Linked DNA regions of Hordeum vulgare: regions 1 and 3 are each linked to region 2. The links are chromatin contacts, called in public Hi-C and HiChIP or PLAC-seq maps. All regions are on one chromosome and are shown on one strand. The core of a region is the stretch at or near the end of the contact, and the rest is flanking DNA. Distances in the headings are between cores, read along the strand shown. Region 1 holds the start of LOC123424709 (B3 domain-containing protein Os07g0679700). Region 2 holds the start of LOC123424710 (transcription factor RF2b-like). Region 3 holds the start of LOC123424707 (vacuolar-sorting receptor 1-like).

The links. A called contact is a pair of places that touch in the nucleus more often than the background predicts. HiChIP or PLAC-seq counts read pairs in DNA pulled down with a chosen protein or histone mark.
Region 1: a contact with region 2 is called in an H3K4me3 HiChIP or PLAC-seq map of embryo, with 8 times the contacts expected there. The contact joins the promoter of LOC123424709 here to the promoter of LOC123424710 in region 2. A contact is called at or near these places in 1 of 6 Hi-C or Micro-C datasets (seedling) and 1 of 1 datasets of contacts at active chromatin or transcription factors (embryo).
Region 3: a contact with region 2 is called in a Hi-C map of leaf, with 1.8 times the contacts expected there. The contact joins the promoter of LOC123424707 here to the promoter of LOC123424710 in region 2. A contact is called at or near these places in 2 of 6 Hi-C or Micro-C datasets (leaf and seedling).

The regions. Positions count from the first base shown.
Region 1 is chr2H:39,478,142-39,482,928 of MorexV3_pseudomolecules_assembly, forward strand. It overlaps LOC123424709 (B3 domain-containing protein Os07g0679700), which reads left to right and starts at 2,857. Exons shown (of 12, transcript XM_045108376.1): 1 at 2,857-3,343; 2 at 4,076-4,157; 3 at 4,242-4,349; 4 at 4,417-4,787. The coding sequence starts at 3,207.
Region 2 is chr2H:39,616,326-39,620,743 of MorexV3_pseudomolecules_assembly, forward strand. It overlaps LOC123424710 (transcription factor RF2b-like), which reads left to right and starts at 2,652. Exons shown (of 4, transcript XM_045108377.1): 1 at 2,652-3,299. The coding sequence starts at 2,788.
Region 3 is chr2H:39,416,403-39,420,607 of MorexV3_pseudomolecules_assembly, forward strand. LOC123424707 (vacuolar-sorting receptor 1-like) reads left to right here and starts at 2,614. Exons shown (of 12, transcript XM_045108375.1): 1 at 2,614-3,439. The coding sequence starts at 2,614.

The sequences.
Region 1 (4,787 bases), core at 1,607-4,106, 140 kb before region 2:
GCTTTTTTGTGTCGTCGTCGTCGATGCATCGGTGGAGATTCTGCCGCGACGGCGACGGTCACCTTCCGTCCGTGCCAAGTATAGCTACACCCCATTTACATTTTTATTTTTATTCTTATTTTGCGGGGAGCTTCGTACGCCCCTGTATTATCGCCTGAAAGACGCCACAGAAGAACAAAACAAGACTGAAAACCAGGTCCGTGTGTCTGCACACCTGCAGGAGTCTGAAGGCACGAAACCGCTCCATCGACAGTTCAGTTCTTTGAGGAAAAAAGAAAAGGAAGCGCCGTGAAACCCGAGGCCCGCTTGCGGGCCGACACGCCCGATCGATCTCTCTTTCAAAATAGGTTCGGTCCAGTTATATGGATATAGCAACCAATGATACAAACATTTCGATTAACACTGAGCACAAGCACATCTAAAAGAAAATACAAAAAGAAAAATGCCAACAACCTCGGATCAGCTAAAGCTACGGCACCCCGCGAGCGCTGTGCCCATCAAAGATAACCACCACGCTCCAAAGCCATCGAGTTATCGTGTACCAAGCACCACCTTCAAAAAGGAATGCGACGATGACGACGCTACTGCCCGGATGAATCCTAGGATTTCTTCCAGTACACGGAGGGTAATGGGGGAGAGGGTCACCCAACGCCCTTCAAGAAGGATGGCGACGCCCGTAAGCGTCACCGCGTTGGTGCCGACAAGACTTGACATGGATTTCTCCCGACCCCTCGCACCCGTCACCCAGGACCAACTTTCGGCTCCACCACATTCGCCGCCCACCAACATGCGCCAACACAGTCACGAGGACACCGTCATCGTCTCACCACGGTCAACGAAGCGAGGCCGGCCGAATTCAAACAAGACACCCGTAGACAAGGACCGGTAGCACCGCAATCACGAGGGAGGGAACAACCTCCACCGACTTAGGCGATAGCAGACCGGGCATAGCAGCAGAGGCTCACCAGACCAAATGTCCGGTCGAGCCCAGAACGGGTCCATGAAGCTCTGCCGCTAAGCTGCAGCAGTTGCGAGGAGCTCGCTAGAACCACCAGAGAACAATCCACCACAGCCCCCCCAGCAAGCCCGTCCCCGACCCAGATCGGGTTCATAGGGCCTAGATCTGAGCCAGTCGGGCGTCGCCGGCCGCCGCAAGCCATGGACGGTCACCGCCGCCGTTCAGATCCGTGCTGGAATGCGCCGACCGAAGGGCTTCGCCACGAGGACCGCTCGCCCGAGCCGGGGTCCAGCGATGGAGAAAAAGGGGGAGAAGGGGGAACCGCCCCGGTTGCCTCGCTCTGGGAGGACACGCCCGATCGATCCGACCGACCTGCGCCGTTCCTCGCATTTCTGAACCCAGCCAACCACACGACTGTTCCATAACTGAAGACGACCCAGCCGGGCACCATACGCTCGGGGCCCCACCAACTGCCAAATCACTTGCCCTCCCACGCACACCCACGCCACGAGACAGTCACGCCACCCATCCCATCGTCGTAGCACTTGCGCGGAAATATGATAATACGTCACGTATACACCGTGTCCCGTTTCCGTCCCCTCCCGATGCATGCGCGCCCATCGTTCGTCCCTCCCCTCTCCACTCTCCACTCGTCCCACACCACCTCAGTCTCCATCCCCGTCGCCGTCGCCGGAAAAAGGAAAACAGTCACCGGTCACCTCCCGTGCGCCCGAGCCGTCGCCGTCGACGATGTGCGCCATGTCGGGTGCACGCACGTAGGTAGCCTCTTCTCCTGGCCACGCAGACGCTGGCTACGTAGTACGTACTGCTACTGCTACTGCTCCTGCTCCGATCCGCTCGTACTCCACGTCCACATCACCGGCGGTACTACTACCACTACCACGGTACCACCACCACCCGACGTCGGCCTCCGGGTCCCGGCGGCCAGCCGGAGGTGGCCGACGGCATCATGCGTGACGCAAGCATCTCGTCGCCGAGGCATACGCGCGACGTAGGCAGCAGGCGCGCGCGGTGGATGGGATAGCGTAGCATAGCAGCAGCCGCTCACGTGACGTCGTGGGAAACCCAGCGCCCCACCCGTCCACGTCCTGTGCTCCGACGGCGACGGCCGCTCCCGGTGACCCGATCGACGACGCCTTCGATTCCAACGCCCCATCAGCTGCTTCTGCGTGCGATGCGTGCGTGAGAGCGTGTGCCGCGCCGGAGGCACGCAGTAGTACGACACGTTCAGGAGGCGCCGCCGCCGAGGCCGGCCGGAATTAAACGTGCGCGCGACGTTTTACTCGCCTGAAGGCGACGTCACGGGCGGGCCGGCCGGCGCCGGAGCCGGAGGCATTGAAGGCCGGCGGGCGGGTCGGCGTCAGGCTGGCATTCTAAAATTAAAAATCCCCCACTCGCATTGAATTCGGTGCGGAGCAGAGGCAGAGGCTGCATGCAGGTCGCGTCCACAGAGGCACGGACACGCATGCAGTTCATCGTCTGCCTTTTTGTTTTCTTCCGGGAGAACAATCCGCAATAAACTAGACTGAACACCCTGTACCCTGTCACGCACGCGCAAAAGTAGGAGCGCCCTCGTTTCTACCACGGCCCGGCCACGTCGGCGATAGATAGATAGTAATGAACCTGACGACGGATCGCTCCTGCTCCTGGTTGGCATGGCTGCGAGCTGCGACGTCGTGGAGGGGAGCAACGGCCAGCGGGGCGGAAACCAAACTCATAGAAAAGCATGGCATGTCGTGCATGCACGCACGCACGCACGCACAGGAACAAAAAGCCACGCTCGCCTCGCTTTACCACCCCACGCCCCTAAAAAAAAATCCCAGTCGTCGTTTTCAGTTGGTACCATTAGTGTTTGGAGTTGGAGTATGTAGTGTAGGAGTGCTAGTTTACATTACTGCCTGAAGCTGCTTCGGGCATCCATCCCTTCCTTCCTTCCTTCCCCCCATCTCGTCCTTGTCCTTGCCTTGCCTTCACTTGGCTTGCCCGCACCGCATGCGCCAGCCGCCACCGATCGTGCGTCGGTTGCTCTCTCCACATCCAGCGGAAAACTACGCCTCCCCCACCGCGCGCGCGCAGCCCCCGTCCCTCCTCAGCTCCTCCCTCCGTATCCCGAGGGGTGGGTGGTGCGGCGAGCCGAGGCGGGCTCAGCCTTCCCTTTTCGGCGGGGGGCAAGCAGCGGCTTGATCGGAGGGAGGGCGGCGGATTCGCCCGCGCGCGACGGCCGGCCATGGCGGGGATGGGCGCCGCGAGGTGCATGAACGCGGCGTGCGGCGCGCCCGCCCCGACGGCGGCCGGGGTGGGCGAGTGGCGGAAGGGCTGGCCGCTGCGATCCGGCGGCTTCGCCCTGCTCTGCGACAAGTGCGGGTACGCCTCCCTCCGCGCTTGCTCTGCTCTGTTCCGAATGGGATGGCTGGCTCGCTGGCCGGACGAATCGATTCGTCTCGACCCCCCCGCCTTTTCCTCCCGGGGAGAAGGGATGTTTTGTTCCTAGCCGCGGCTGGGCAATCTGTGGATTTCCTTTTTGCCTCGCGCCTGTACTAGTAGCACTCCTCAGAAAAGCGGGGTTGACTCCGCTGTAGCTTCCCTGGATATACCTACCTACCAGCGACATAGAACGGATGATAATCACTACTTACTACTTGCTCTTGTGTGGAGCTCGTGTCGAATTCAGATTTCGGGTAATCGTTCGGTCGCTCAGGGCCGACACAAAAGGTGCTTGCTTGCAGCAGCTTAATTGTGGGGGAATTGATCCTGTATGCCAGTATAAGCTTGTGCCTGCTGCTTGGTACCAAAAGTCATCTCTGTGCCTTGTATGGTTGACTCGGAGCCGGTGCTTGCCTGAGGAAACATTGTCTGCTGTATGGTATGGTTGACTCGGACCTGCTGCTTCCTTGGCACTGCCAGTAACTATTTGGTGCTGTCACACTGGAATTTCTCTTGCCGTTGGTTTTAGATGATGGCAGAAACATGTTTAATCTGGTATTTTAAGAAAAGTTTCCTGCAAAATAGTAGGATGTTACTGTTACCCTGTTACCATTTTACAGTTCAATTTTTTGGCCCTTTCGATTCTTACCGTGTCATTTCTATTGCACTCAGGTTGGCGTTCGAGCAGCTTGTCTTCTGCGACATATTCCACCAAAAGGAGTCTGGTTGGAGGGACTGTTCGTTTTGTGGCAAGGTAGAGATTGCGACACATGTTCTGAATTTCATGCAACTATAAATTGTTTGGCGACACTAATTCCAAGGGGCTCCGCTGTCTCAGCATCTCCATTGCGGTTGTGTTGCTTCGAAGAATTCCTTTGATCTACTCGATAGCGGAGGAGTTCAATGCATGAATTGCATGAAAAATCCAGGAGTTCAATCTGTGACTGTAAGTTTCTTTCTCGCTCGATCTGTATTTTTTTGACCTTTCCAAAATCTGATTGTTCGTTCCGCAGGTTTCATGTCAAGTGGCTCCAAAGCTTTTTTTATCTCCTCAAAATAACCAGAGACTCTTTGGTAAAAGCGATGAATTGTTGCCAGGTAGACCGTTGGAGTCACCGTCCCTTATGCTCGATTCCAGAAATGATGATATTGCTATTCTAACCAAGAGCAGTCATCCATTCTTGGTAAAAAACCTAGAACTCGGGCAAAGCAGTAACATTTTGAGGCAAAAGGAAACTGAAAATGGCGCGAGGCAGATTAAGTGGGAGCAACCAACACTCAGTATTTGTGACATGGGAAGGATGCCTTTCTTAATTAGGCCTCAGAGTGCATTAGAGTCTCCTCAATCCCAGTGTACACGAAGAGATGATAATAGAGATCCAGC
Region 2 (4,418 bases), core at 1,402-3,901:
CAGCCGCTTCGGGCGCTCAAGCGGAGGGGCAAAAACGCGCGCGCGGGAAAAACAATTCAACGCGCGGGGCGGGACGGCTTCTCGCGCCTCATATTTCGTGCGCCCGCTACCGCGCGCTGGACAGCGACGACTCGAGCACATTGTCTACCCATCACTGGATCCAGGCACTGGCGCCGCCCTCACCACCCCATTTGCTCCGACGACCCGACGACGCTTCCTAGGCCTATGCCCGCACCGCCTTTGTTTCCTCCTTCTCCCTCTAATCCCCGCCGCCCCTCGCGCGCCCCATTCTACCGACGTAGAGCGCTCGGCCGCCCACTGCCGCTCGACGCCCACAAGGTGTTCAACAAAACGCTTGCAAGGTATGTCTTGCTTCAACTTGACATTTTTAAATGAATTTGGTGCATGTTTTTTGTAGTTTTGTAGACTAGTTTAAATTCAATACTGTAGATGAGTTCGTCATATGATTCTTTCGAAGAAGAATTTGATATTGAAGAGGAGGAGGACCTTACAATGATCCTAGCTATGCACATCAATAAAAAACCGAACCACAGTTGTTCGGTTATGGGTCGGCAGAAAATTTGGAGGGATAAGATCGATGCCGACAACAGATTGATGAGACACTATTTTGTGGATATCCCGTGTACCCCGAGTCGTACTTCCGGCGCCGGTTTAGGATGAGCACCGGGTTGTTCAGGCGCATTGTAGAGAAACGAGCGAGCCATGGTTGTTTTTTTTCAGCAGAGGAGGAATGTCATCGGAGAACTCGAGCATAACACCTTTCAAAAGGTGACAGCCGCTTTGCGTATGTTGGCATACGACATTCCGGCTGATCTAGTTGATGACCACTTGGCCATGGGTGAGAGTCAGGCCATCATGTGTGTCAAGCGCTTCAGAGTCGAAATTGTGCAAGTGTTTGGCCCGGAGTATTTGAGATCTCCCAATGCTGAAGACGTCGCAAGGCTATTGGAGATGAACAAAGCTCGTGGGTTCCCAGGTATGCTTGGCTCAATAGATTACATGTATTGGAGTTGGAAGAACTGTCCTAAGGCATGGCATGGGCAATTCCACGGCCAAAAAAGGGTTCCACTATAATCCTTGAAGTGGTGGCCGATCAAGATACTTGGATTTGGCATGCTTTTTTTGAAATGCCTGGATCTTTGATTGACATCAACGTTGTTAATCAGTCATCACTCATGAATAAGATTGCACATGGTAAACTGCCATCGATGGAGTTTGTAGCAAACGGCCATACATACAACTATGGGTAATATCTTGCGGATGGCATCTACTCAAAGTGGCAAACATTTGTGAAGCCGTTGAAAAAACTGAAAGGTAAGAAAAATCTAGATTTTCACAATGCTCAGGCGGCGGCTCGGAAGGATGTGGAGAGAGATTTTGGGAATTTGCAAGCCCAATTTGCTATTGTGAGAGGGCCGACTAGATTTTGGGATCAAAAGATGCTTGGTACATCATGCACGCATGTGTGATCATGCATAACATGATCATCTAGAATGAGCGTGGCCAAGATTTAGACTACTCTCAGCATAAGCTCATGGGACATCCCGAGTGCGTCGTCGGGCTTCGAGGGTGGCCCGATTTGTTGCCTCCTATCATTGCCATCCGACGTGCCGAACAAACCTGGCCAAACGGGCCGTGCCAGCCGGGCCGGCCCGACTGCCCGCAGGCCAGGCACGACACGGGCCGGGCCCGGCACGGCCTAATCGTTCCCAGGCCAGGCACGAGCACGCCATGGGCTGTGCCTGGGCTGCCACCCCCAGCCCGCGTGCCAGCCCGGCACATCACGATTAGGAGGGGCGACCAGCGAATCAACGATCCAGGCATGCATCGCATATTCAGCAAGGCGGGACCGCGGGAGGGGGCGAGGGGGCGTGGGGCTGACCGTTGGCAGAGGGGGCGGTCAGCGCAGACCGTTGGCAGCGGGAGCCGAGTGGCCGACAGATGTGGGGTAGCGGGGCAGATGCGCGGGGCTCGAGGCGGCCAGCTGGCGGGCAGGAGGGAGGGGGCGCGGGAGATTAGGAGAGCTGGCGGGCGGGAGGGAGAGGGGCGCGGGAGATTAGGAATTTTTTTCGTTTTTTTTCGTGAGGGAGAGGGACGCGAGAGATTAACGTGCCGCGGACCGGCCCGATTAGGCCACGTGTCGTGCTTGGCCCTGGGAGGCTGGCACGCGGGCCGGGCCGGCCCGTGTATTAATCGGGCCCAGGCGGGCTGTGCCGTGCCTGACACGATTATGGCGGGCCGGGCCAGCCCGTTTGGCCAGGTATGGTGCCGAAACGCATAATGATCTTCAGAAAGATCTAATCGAGTGGTGGACATGGAATGACCAACGAAATGAGAGTGATGATTTATGTGTTTGATGTTGTAGTGTCCAACTATTTATTGTTGACTATTATGAAAAAGCAAACTATTTATTGTTGACTATTTTTATTTGTGATCATTTAAAAAACTTGTTTGTAGTCTCGTATGTTGTTTGTGTTGGACGCATGCTATGCGTTTTTTACAGCGTCTGCTGAGACGGCGGGTGGAATATTTTACGACGACCGCGGAGCCGGTACACTTGGACGTGCTATATTTTGCTATTTCGACAGTGCAAACCGTTTTTAGGCGGTTGGGCGTGGAGATGCTGTGAGCCTGTGAGTGTGAGTGAGTGTGTGAGGACTTTTCATAGCGTTGCACCGAGCGTAGGCTACGCCTCCGCCGACCCACACGCACGCGGGTCAGAGTGTCCGGAGACAGGAACACGCGCCTGCGCTGCCAGCCACCGCAATGGCGATGCCGCCCAAGCCCGGCGAGCCGCCGAAGCCCTCGCCGGGGCGCGGCCCCAACCTCAGCCCCAACCCCAACCCCAACCCCTGCCCGCTCCCGCCCATCCCCAGCGGCCCCCAGCCGGGCCAGGCCCCCGCGGCGGCGGCGCCGCCGCGGTCCCACCACCGCCGCGCCAGATCTGAGATGCCCTTCCGCTTCCCGGACGCCGACGGCGGGGGCTTCGACGAGATCGGCTCCGAGGACGACCTCTTCTCCACGTTCATGGACATGGACAAGATCGCCGGCGCCGCCCGCGACCGCGCCGCGGAGACGTCCTCCTCGCCGCCGCGCCCCACCAAGCACCGCCACAGCGCGTCCTTCGACGGGTTCGCCATGGGCTGCGGCGGGCCGGGGGGCCAGCAGGATGGCGGCGGGGGCGGGGGGTTGTTCGCCGACGTGCTGGAGGCTAAGAAGGCCATGTCCTCCGAGCAGCTCTCTGAGCTCGCCTCCGTCGACCCCAAGCGTGCCAAGAGGTGACCCGCCGCATTCCGAGGCTCCCTTGGATTTTGAGTTGGTGGTTGGTCGGTAGGATATGCTAGGGTTACAACTTACAAGTAGCTCTTACTTTTGATTATGCTTTTGATAAACAATTGACGGAGCGCCCTGAAGGACTAGCAAGAGTTGTGGCCTAGGTAGCCTTGATTCTGCAAGCAAAGAAATGTGCCAGAAAAAGTGCAGGTTCTAGACTATCGCGTAACCAAATCACGGGATATTGTTGGTGTTAGTGGTCTTGAATCTGGATGGATAGTGACAGGCAGATCCTAGGACAGGACTTGCTGGCCAGCTCAATTGGGTCGGACGTTTCTCGCTTATGTGGGTTTCCTTTTGGAATACAAGCACCCATAGAAGTGATTCAAATGCTAATTTTGTTGTTCTCCAAGTTGCTGTCATTGTTCGAAAAGCGGCCCGTGGCATTTAGTTCTTAAATAAGCGAAGGGCATGGGATGAAAGGGGCGGGAGATGGCAACGAATGTCGCATGCCGCCTTCTTATGGTATTTTCTCTCCATTGGCTATGGCTTCTTTGTTATCATTTTCTTTCGGTCTCCTACTTATTCAATGAAGCTTGCGGGGCATATCTTTGAATTTATAGTTCTTCTGTTTCAGATTAACCATTTCCTACGTTAGCTTACATCAAGTTTGGTTATACATTGGTTAATTTTCTCCCTCAATCTTTTTTACTGTGATCTATCTATGCAATACCTAGTCATGTGTATTTGTGATATAGGTTCTACCTGTACCAGTTGGTTACATCCACGTCTGCTTATAAATATGTTTCGTTTCAACAAGTTTCTGTAATATGGGGTTATGTATGATGTAGTAGTGTTATATAATTATTTAATGTGTTTTATTCTATATGTTATTATCTTAGTCCAAAAATCTTCTTACTGCCATGTAGTTATTTAATAAGCTCTTAAATACACAAAGCACGTGGAGTGAAAGAGGCGGGAGATGGCGATTTGTTGCATGTTGCTTAGGTCTGCACTGTTTTACGGTGTTGCCCCATTTTCTAGGCCTTCTTTATTTCATGCGTTAATGATCTGCAAGATGTTCAATGAAGTTATCGTAATCGACTTTTAAATTTGTTGTTTAT
Region 3 (4,205 bases), core at 1,364-3,863, 200 kb before region 2:
CAAGTCTCTCAAAAGGGATTTTGGCAGGGTCTCTACATGCAACCTTCACACGAATGGTCTCATAAAAGCTTTTTAAAATGCCATTCCAATCTACATCCATAAGTATACCAAAGCAGGAAGTGATATGCGCAAAGACTTTCCAAGCGCACTATTTTGGAGGTATCCCTTCAATCTGTATCCATGCTTCAGTTAATTCTCCATAGGGGTTCAACATACCTTGCCATTCAACAACCTTAACTGAGACACCATCAATTGGTAAATCAAACGGAGGAAACTCAACCAGATGATCAACATTTTTCCATGGAGGAAGCCTTAACAGAAACTTCGTATCCTCCAGTTCTCTTATCTGCCAGGGCCACTCCTTGTTCTTGCAGAAGATCTCATTCAGTTGCATCAACAGTTTAGAAGCAGACACTTCTCCTCTTACAACATGAAGTAATGCACAGTTTTTATAATTCATCCAGCTCGATTCTGTAGACACAGGAACATCAATATGATAAAAACCTAGACCAGTAGCAGCGCTCCCAAAGTAGGTGGCAGTGGGGTATTGATGAGCCCATGATGCACAGTTGTTAACATTGTGCCCTCCCGCACAGATGAAGCACTTCTTGGGCTCAATGCAATTACCAATGTAATGTCCCAGGCCAATTACAATTAAAGCAGGTCATCTCTTTGTACCTTGGATCCAGAGCTTGGATGACGGGAGGGGTCGGGATCACCGGCGCAGGTGATGTTGGTGCCATCACAGCCTGATTACCTCCAGCAACCTGATTCTTCCCTGCCATTCCCCCTCCCCTCCGTTCACGGGTTCGGGCTTCGTAGGAGCAGGAGGGGGAGGTTGAGGAGGCTCGGACTGTCCCCCCTGGATAGGCACTGTCTTCTTGTTAGGTTGGCGGCGCGGCGGCCACTGCTATTGTTGACGTCCAGCCTTCATTCCCCCCTTGACCACCTCAGCGAAGGATAGAGATCCAGGTTTGATCCCTTCTACTGAAAGTTTGAAGCAGGTCGGTGTAGGGTCAAATCGACAAAGGCGCTTCAGGGGAAGCAATCTTCTCTGGTGAATGTTATGGATCGGAAGAGATCTTTCCTAACCCAGAAGGTGTTAGGAATGGCAAAACTAGGGTTCAGGGGGAGGGGAAGAGGAGTTTATATGGGGCCGACGGTACACTCGGGAAGGAATAATCCATAGTTGTCCGAAAAACTCCTCTGTCACCTCCTCGGATACGTTTCCTACAAGGGAAGACGGTTTTTGAAAACGCGTTTTCCTCCCGACCACACATCCACGGATGGAAGGCGCAGGAGCCGGAGAAGGACCGAGACCCGTCACTTTCAGACTGAACTCAGGTGCCTTTGGTGATTTGGCCACAACCTCAACCCGTTCCGTCGCCGGAGAAGGCAATTTGACCGGAGTAGAAACTTCATCCCTAGGAGTAGCAGGCACAGGATCCAATCCCCGAGAACTAACTTCGGATTTGATGACCAGATGATCGCTACAAATTTTCTTAGAATAATCACGACTGCGGTATGAATTTGGTCGGAAACGAGGTACCTGATTACGGTGAGTGTAAACCTCACCGCGATCCCCCGGCCATGGCGGCGGTTTGAAGTTGCGAAGCAGCTCATCCCCCGCCCGACGCCCCCGCACCCCCGTGGCAAGCACCGGATGTTGGAGACGTCTGCTAGGAGCGCGATTCTTCAGGGGATGCGGGGCGGTCTGACCCCCGGAGGCAACACATCGGGAGGAAGCTGGGACAGCTCTAGCACCGGTGGTGGTCGAATGTTGAGACGGGAGGGACTCTCCGCCTTGAACCTGCGCTACCGCGCCGCCTGGATTGGATCTGCAGCCTCTGCCTCCTGTATGCCCAGAAGATCAGCTCGTAATCCATCCCTCCGTCGTCTCCGCAGAACCGCGGTCGTTCCTCGAAGGTGGATCTGTGAATGATGTCCACCATGATCTCCGGCCACTCGGATCAATCGGCGAAGAGCCCCCGGACCACCCGCGGCATCTCCACTCGCGCTTTCGGGCAGTGCAGCTCCACGACCGGCCGCTGCGCCACCGAAATCGGCATGGGGAAAGCCATCGGAGCCGCCACCATCGTCGCAGGACGAAGGTGCCTCGCTCGGCCTCCACACCTCTCCTCCGCCATCGCACAGGGAGATATGAGGGATGAGGGTTGGTGGGAGGGGAGGAGAGGCCGATGCGGTGGAGTAATGAGGAAGGGGTGGTGGGGATCAACCATTAATGATGAGATTCGGAAGGTTCGAGGTCGCCCCCCGTCGCGCGTGTCGTGAGTGGAAAAGTCCATCTTTGACAAGTCGGCCATCTCCTGAGCCAGAAAACAGCACCTCTGTGATGTACTCTTGAGCCAGAAAACAGCACCTTTGTGGTCTCAGTTACTAGAACAAAGACGCACCGTCTCGAACCATATTTGGGTGTGTAGATTGGTATTAACCCTAACAACTCCGCCGCTCCAGGACGAAGCATTGCTCTCATCTCAGCGAAAACCCACCTTGCCCCACGGTTTCGATCGACGCTGGCCGTCCACACACGCGCACACCATCGCTAGCTCCACACACAAAGGCGCCTCTCCCACGCGCGCCACACGCGCGCGCATGCACGGCACGCCCTCCGTCTTTCCTTCTCCTCGGATGAGCATGAGCATGAGCATGACAGCGTCCCAAAAAGGGCGTCGCTTTCCCCGTCACCACGCACGGCCACGGCCACGGCCACAAACACAAACACACGAGAAGCAAAAGGCGGGAGCCTTGGAAGCGTTCCAACGTACGTACCCCCCACACCACACCATCGACATCGAGGAGGCCGCCACGTACCTCGCCCTCCTCCTTCCTCTCTTACATCTCTCCCTCTCCCACTCCACTGCCTCTCCCTCCCAACCCCCGGTCAAATCCATCCTCACTTCCTTCGCACCCAAACCACGCTCGATCGCCTTTTCCGCTCACACGCCACCCTCCTCTCTTCCCTTCCCCGAGATCGATCCGTACTCCGTCGCGTTCCTCCATCGACCCATCCTCGCATCCGATCCTCGTACGTGCACGGGGTTGGCCCGGGAGAGGGATCGGGGCATCGGTACGGTCAAGCGAGCAGGCGTCATGGGAGGCAGATGGTCGCCGTCGGCGGGGTGGGGGCCGTGGAGGCCGCGGCTTCTCCTCCTCCTCGTGGCGCTGACGGCGGCGACGGTGGAGGGGAGGTTCGTGGTGGAGAAGAACAGCCTGCGGGTGACGTCGCCGGCGTCGCTGCGGGGCGTGTACGAGTGCGCCATCGGCAACTTCGGGATGCCGCAGTACGGGGGCACCATGCACGGCGTCGTCGTCTACCCCAAGGCCAACGCCAGGGCATGCAACCCCTTCGCCGACTTCGGCCTCTCCTTCAACCCCAAGGCCGGCGGCCTCCCCGTCTTCCTCCTCGTCGACCGCGGAGGTTACTTCCCCTTCTCCTTCTCCTTCATCCGTTCCGCTCCGGTCAGATGAGATCGATCGATCGGTCGTGTAATAGTCTGACCGGTGCACGCGCGCGCGTTTCCTTTCACGATCTGCCCTGGCAATTACGGCTGGCTAGCTACATGCACGAATGGTTTAATTAATACACACACTTTCTCATTCTCACTAGCTAATATACTCCCTCGGTTTCTAAATATAAGTCTTTTTTTAAAAATTTCATTAGAAAACTACATGCGGAGCAAAATGAGTAAACCTATACTCTAAAATATGTCTATATACACCCGTTTGTAATTTTTTTAATGAAATGAGTGAATCTATACTCTAAAAAAACTTATATTTAGGTACGGAGGGAGTAGATGTTAAAGTGGTAATCCGGCGGATCGACGCTAGGATTTGGACCTTGGAAAATATTATTGGGTTATCCATCTCTCCTGTTTATGTACAAAAATATATAATCAGTCTTGGTCACGTTCTTTGGGTGGATGATTTTTGTCAGCAAGCTACAGATGCCCCTTGTGCATTAATTAGAAGCTATCTATCTAAGACATGTTAAAAGATCACATGTTCGGTCAAATGGTTAGTTGGGACTTGGGAGTCACCCTCTTTTTATACTTCTGTTGGACATTTTTGGCATGCAATTCGGTCCTAGTAGTTCCTAATTAAACAACACATGTTTTGCTCATGTTCTTTGAGTGGCGAGGTTCTTGCCACAGCTACCTACATGTAGTTGCATAACTGCGTTCAGT